Regions from separate parts of the Callithrix jacchus genome. Here region 1 is linked to region 2. A link is a contact called in public Hi-C data. All regions are on one chromosome and are shown on one strand. The core of a region is the stretch at or near the end of the contact, and the rest is flanking DNA. Distances in the headings are between cores, read along the strand shown.

Region 1 (2,837 bases), core at 306-2,805, 440 kb after region 2:
CACACACACGCACGCACGCGCACACACACACACACACACACCCCGAGCCTCACCTCTGCTCCTCTAGCCCTTGGCCAGATGCTGCCCTCTTGGGTGCCTGAGTCCTGACTGCCCGCAGCTCAGACTCCTCCTCAGGATGCTCCTCCGCCTCTCTCTGAGCTGAGTCAGGAACCCCTCTGCACTCCGGGAATAACGTGGGTCTGCTGCGTGTGGCCCTGAACACTGGATAACATGATGCACGTTGATAGAATCCTGGCACTTGGATAGGGGCCTGAGTGCAGGTCCTGGAGAGGCGGGGGCACGGGCTGGGTCTTCTGCAGGGGGGCCCCTCTGTGAACAGACATGGGCTCTGTCACGCTCCTGGGCCCCCCAGTACTCCCTGTGTCTACACTGCACCCAGGCCAGCGCAGCAGGGCCCGCGAGGAGGGGTATGCCAAAGGGACCATGTGGCTCTTCCCATTTGCAAAACAGGAGCGGGGAATCCATGTGAGGGTGGACATTGAGGGTGTGGAGCGACGGTGGGTGAAGCTCAGCCAGGCTGAACCCATGGCTGTGTGCTCACTGCGCAGGACTTGCGGACTCTATGTTCTAGGTTAAGGCCGAAAGAGCTGTGGGGCTTGCTTGGCTAAAACATGGGCCTAGGGGTGCCCTGTCTGGAATGAAGTAAGGTGTGGCCTGCTTTGGGATGCTGTGGAAGAAGCTGCAGCTCACAGCGGCAGGGGGAGTGTGGACCAGCAGAGAAGACTGCCACGCAAGACCTGCTCATCCTGGAGCATCCAGAGACCCTGCCTGACCGTGACAGCAAACCCGGGAGGGGATCTGCACCTTGCAGAGCTCCTCTCCACAGGCCAGGCCGCACAGCCAGAGCCACGGCCACCCCAGACCAGGCCGCACAGCCAGAGCCACGGCCACCCCAGACCAGGCCGCACAGCCAGAGCCACGGCCAGCCCCGGAAAGCTAAAGGCAGCGAGAGACATCAGAACCAGGTATCGGGGCGGGGTGGCGCCCGCAGGCACAGCAGAGGCCAAGCAGCAGCCGGTAGAGGGTGGCTCCCAGGGCCTCGTGGCCTTGGCTGGTGATAGTGGCATTTGTAGAAGGGAAACAGAGGGAAGCCTACTCAATTCCTTCTTGATCTACATAAACGGTGGAGTTCCAAACCAAGTGAATGAAAGCCTAATCTGAATCCTAAAAGCAGAGTGTTGCTGCCCCGAAATCAATTCTGACTCAGCGGCTGATAGACCCCGCTCCGCTGCCCAGGGTTTATACGGTTACTCTTTCTCCCAGACTCCCCAAAAGGGACAGCACCCACGTCACTGTGCACGAGAAAGGAAATAATCAGAACTTTCCAGGACTACTGGACTCTGGTTCTGAAATGACTCTGATTCGAGGAGACCCAAAATGTCTGTGGCCCCCAATCAGAGTAGAGGCTTACGGAGGTCAGGTGGTCAGTGGAATCTTAGCTTAGGTCTATGTCTCAGTGGGCCCCGTGGGTCCCCATCCTCTGGCTTCTTCCCCAAGTCTAGGAGCATAAGTGAAACACACACTCAGCAGCCGGCAGAACCCCCTCTTACTCCTGGCTGTTCCCAGCATAACGTCGTGCACAAACTAGGCTCTCAAAGGCACTGTGGAATAGAAGAGGAATCGAAAGGGTAATGATGGGATCGAACGCGGTGTGAGCAGCAGGGGTCTGCTTGCTGGCTTTGTGTTTGCAGCTGGTGGTGTGGGTCTGACCACCGGGCATGGTTCTGGCCTGTCCCGCCCCCTGCCGACCGCTTCTTGCTCAACGGGACCACGTGCAACAGGGCCACCTGCTGGGCCTCTGCAGCCTCGGCTCCGGTGGGACAGTTGTCCCGTCACAGCTGCTCTCGCTCTCACGTCTCTGGCACATTCCACTACCATTCACGTTTTAGAGTTCTCCGAACAGCCCCTGTTAAGTTAGGTCACCTTGGAACACTTGGCGCCCATTCTCCCTCAAGTATGTGCTGGGAGAAGAGTCAGAGACATGACTTTATCGGTGCTTCCGTTTTCTCTATTTACGGGTCTCTCTGTTTTGATGTCACCCTGTATGTTTAGAACGAAGGCCACATGACACTGACTCACCCCTCTTAACCTCCCCTTGTGACGGCGCAGGGCTCAGCCACCTTTCACTTCATCTCACTGCTTTAAGAGTCAGCAGAAACTTTACACTGAAAGGTGGTGAATGTAACAGGTGATTTGCCATTTCCTTCTTGGTCCATAAAATGGAAACCACTGAATCTCTTCACTTGTCCAATCGCCTGTGTTTATGGAACTTCGTTTCATATTAAATATGAAATATGATCCAAGCTGCCCCTAGATGATTCCACAGTTGAATTCAGAACTTATCTGGCTGACTCCTGGATTACAATAAAATGAAGACCAGACAGTGGTGGATTGCCTCAGATCACATAAAATGTGACACAATATTACTAATTTTTAAGGCACTCAGTTTGCACAAGAAATAAGAAAAGAAAAACGAGAATTGAAAAAGGAAGCACAAGGCACAGAGGGAGGAAACCATGGGCAGTGAGGGCAGAGCTGGGCCACGTCCCCAGGCTGGCATGATGAATGTAAGCTTTTTGTTTACTCTTCTCTACTTTGTTCTTTAAAATATGAGTTTCTGAAAAGTCTTTGGCTTTCTGTGTTTGTTAGGACCGGGATTTGTGCTTCATGCTTTGCACAGTCAGGGAAACCCCGGTCAACAGGCCGGAAGGAGAGTCAGCCTCAGCAAAGAGGAGTCCTGCAGTTCTCTCTCGTCATCAGAAAACAGAACGGTGTATGGATTTTTACAATCAGTAAGTTCCTAATAAAATTGAGAG
Region 2 (2,700 bases), core at 171-2,670:
CACAAAGGCCAGGCGTGGAGTTTGAGAACAGCCTGAGCAACATGGTGAAACCCAGTCTCTACTAAAAGAACAAAAATTAGCCGGGCATGATGACTGGGGCCTGTGGTGCTAGGATTACAGGCATGAGACACTCGGAAGGCTGAGGCGGGAAGATCAGTTGGGCCTGGGAGGTGGAGGTTGCAGTGAGCCATGTTCACGCCACTGCAGTCTAGCCTGGGTGACAAATCAAGACCCCATCTCAAAAAAAAAGCTACAACTAAATAAAGGTTAAATATAAGCAAATAAATTACTATACCAAACATATGTGTCTAGAGCTGAGAGAAGCATTACAGTTTATTTAATCCAAATAGTTCACTTTTTGATGATTAAAAGAAAAAAAAACTTGGTGAACCAAAAAGTTCAAGTGAATCTCTTCAATTCTTAAAGCTGAAGAACCAGAACTTTAAATCCAAACTCAACCTGGCGCTTTTTCCTTTGGGTTGTGATTCCATTAGTGGTTTTTTTTTTTTTTTTTTTTTTTTTTGAGACGGAGTTTCGCTCTTGTTACCCAGGCTGGAGTGCAATGGCGCGATCTCGGCTCACCACAACCTCCGCCTCCTGGGTTCAGGCCATTCTCCTGCCTCAGCCTCCGGAGCAGCTGGGATTACAGGCACGCGCCATCGTGCCCAGCTAATTTTTTGTATTTTTACTAGAGACGGGGTTTCACCATGTTGACCGGGATGGTCTTGATGTCTTGACCTTGTGATCCACCCGCCTCGGCCTCCCAAAGTGGACTCTCTTCAATTCTTAAAGCTGAAAACCAGAACTTTAAATCCAAACTCAACCTGGAGCTTTTTCCTTTGGTTTGTGATTCCATTAGTGGTTTTTATTGAAAATGTGGGCCTTCTAAATTCTCTGAGCGCGGAGCTCTGAAGAAGAGCCTGTGGCTTCATGCAGTGAGGTTGATACATCACGCAGAAGCGTGTTTCACTCCCTCTTAGTCTGACTTCCTGAACCGCACGGGGATCAGAAAGGTGAACTCCACGCTCTCAGATCCTCTGGCTCAGTGTGGCTCGTTCTGGTGAATGCAGGGAGAATGGATGGGAGAAAAACAGACGGAGAAATACGTGTCTCCATCCAAATGTGAGTTCGATGTAGGAGAAAATATAATACCCCGACAGCACCACACGCACGTGTGAGGAACTGGGAAGGGCTCTGGTCATCTGAGATGCTGAGAACGAGCTTGCTCCCCGGCCGCACCACACTGACAGGCGGAGCCGCGCTGGAAAGGAAATCGCAGGGGCAGCTCCGTGCTCCTCCAGGGCCCTGCCTGCGTCTCCCTCGCCACCCCCGTGGATGCTGCCAGCTGCAAAGAACAGCTGAGAGAGAAGGCTGAGCAGAGAAGTGTCCGAGCCACGGCCAAGCAGATCAGTAACTGCATCGACATTTTCGTTGATCGTTTGTGCTTTTGAAAAAGATGCTGAATCACCGTAACCACTTCCGAAATCAATGATTTAATTTTTATGGCTAACGACATGTACCTTTGTGCTTCTGCCTTTCAAAAGAGCCCCCAGGGGAACTAAGTCTACCCGAGCCGGACTGGCTTTTTCTTAAGTCTGACAGATAAACTGTGCCTGATCCTGGAAATAAATTTCATTTTTCCCTCTGGCTGTTTCCCTTAACCATATTCCGCTTCATCGTAAAGCTGAAAATAGTGGGTAAAGTGTCACAACAAAGACCCCATCTCCTGGTTTCCATTGGGAGGAAAAGCAGCACCTCCCACCAAGGTAATCAAATTAATAAGAATGCAATTATTTGTCAGTGTTAATTCCAGTCCCTTCGAGCTTACTCAGTGTTTGGTTTCTTTTTTCAGTGATTCCCCTTAATTCTGAAAAATGACGGTCACGGTCCTAGAGACAGAGTGAAATGGCGGGCTCCAGGGGCTGGGAGGGGAAGAACCAGGGAGTCAGGGCACAGAGTTTCTGATTAAAATCATGAAAAAGTTCTAGAAGCCGCTGGTGGTGACAGTGTGAATGCACTTCCTGCCACTGAACTATATACTTAAAAATGACTAAAATGCTAACATTTATGTTATGTATATTTTACCACAATAATAAAACAATCATCTTTAAAAACCGGGCTGAGGCTGGGCGTGGTGGCTCAAGCCTGTAATCCCAGCACTTTGGGAGGCCGAGGCGGGTGGATCACGAGGTCAAGAGATCGAGGCCATTCTGCTCAACATGGTGAAACCCCGTCTCTACTAAAAATACAAAAAATTAGCTGGGCATGGTGGCGCGTGCCTGTAATCCCAGCTACTCAGGAGGCTGGGGCAGGAGAATTGCCTGAACCCAGGAGGCAGAGGTTGCAGTGAGCCGAGATTACGCCATTGCACTCCAGCCTGGGTAAAAAGAGCGAAACTTCGTCTCAAAAAAAAAAAACAAAAAACAAACCAGGCTGAGTACAGCGGCGCCTCCCTGTAGTCCTAGCACTTTGGGAAGCGGAGGTGGGAGGATTGCTTGAGGCCAAAAGTTTAAGACCAACCCAGTCAACATAGCAAGACCCTCTCTAAATTAAAAAAAAAAAATCAAACTGCACTAAATAGACCGAAAGGCTATTTCGTACAAGAAAATGTGCTCAAAAAATATATAAGTTTCACCAAAACAAATTGAGCAGGATCCAGGTGCCTTCCCCGCCAGGCCCTGAGAACCAGGTGGGGCAGAT

Evidence for each region. Hi-C and Micro-C count contacts between places; a contact is called where the count stands out from the background.
Region 1: a Hi-C map of skeletal muscle shows a contact between it and region 2, with 8 times the contacts expected there. The contact joins two enhancer-like sites. A contact is called at or near these places in 2 of 3 Hi-C or Micro-C datasets (both in skeletal muscle).

The regions. Positions count from the first base shown.
Region 1 is chr1:26,614,381-26,617,217 of calJac240_pri, forward strand. No RefSeq gene overlaps it. Among named protein-coding and RNA genes, the nearest start is that of ARHGEF7, 58 kb to the right of the region's middle. Within about 2 kb of position 1,556, at least 1 of the 16 cell types and tissues checked has an H3K27ac peak or open chromatin away from gene starts, as enhancers often do. A contact at or near this core is called in skeletal muscle, where this site is marked.
Region 2 is chr1:26,177,256-26,179,955 of calJac240_pri, forward strand. No RefSeq gene overlaps it. Among named protein-coding and RNA genes, the nearest start is that of NAXD, 11 kb to the right of the region's middle. Within about 2 kb of position 1,421, at least 1 of the 16 cell types and tissues checked has an H3K27ac peak or open chromatin away from gene starts, as enhancers often do. A contact at or near this core is called in skeletal muscle, where this site is marked.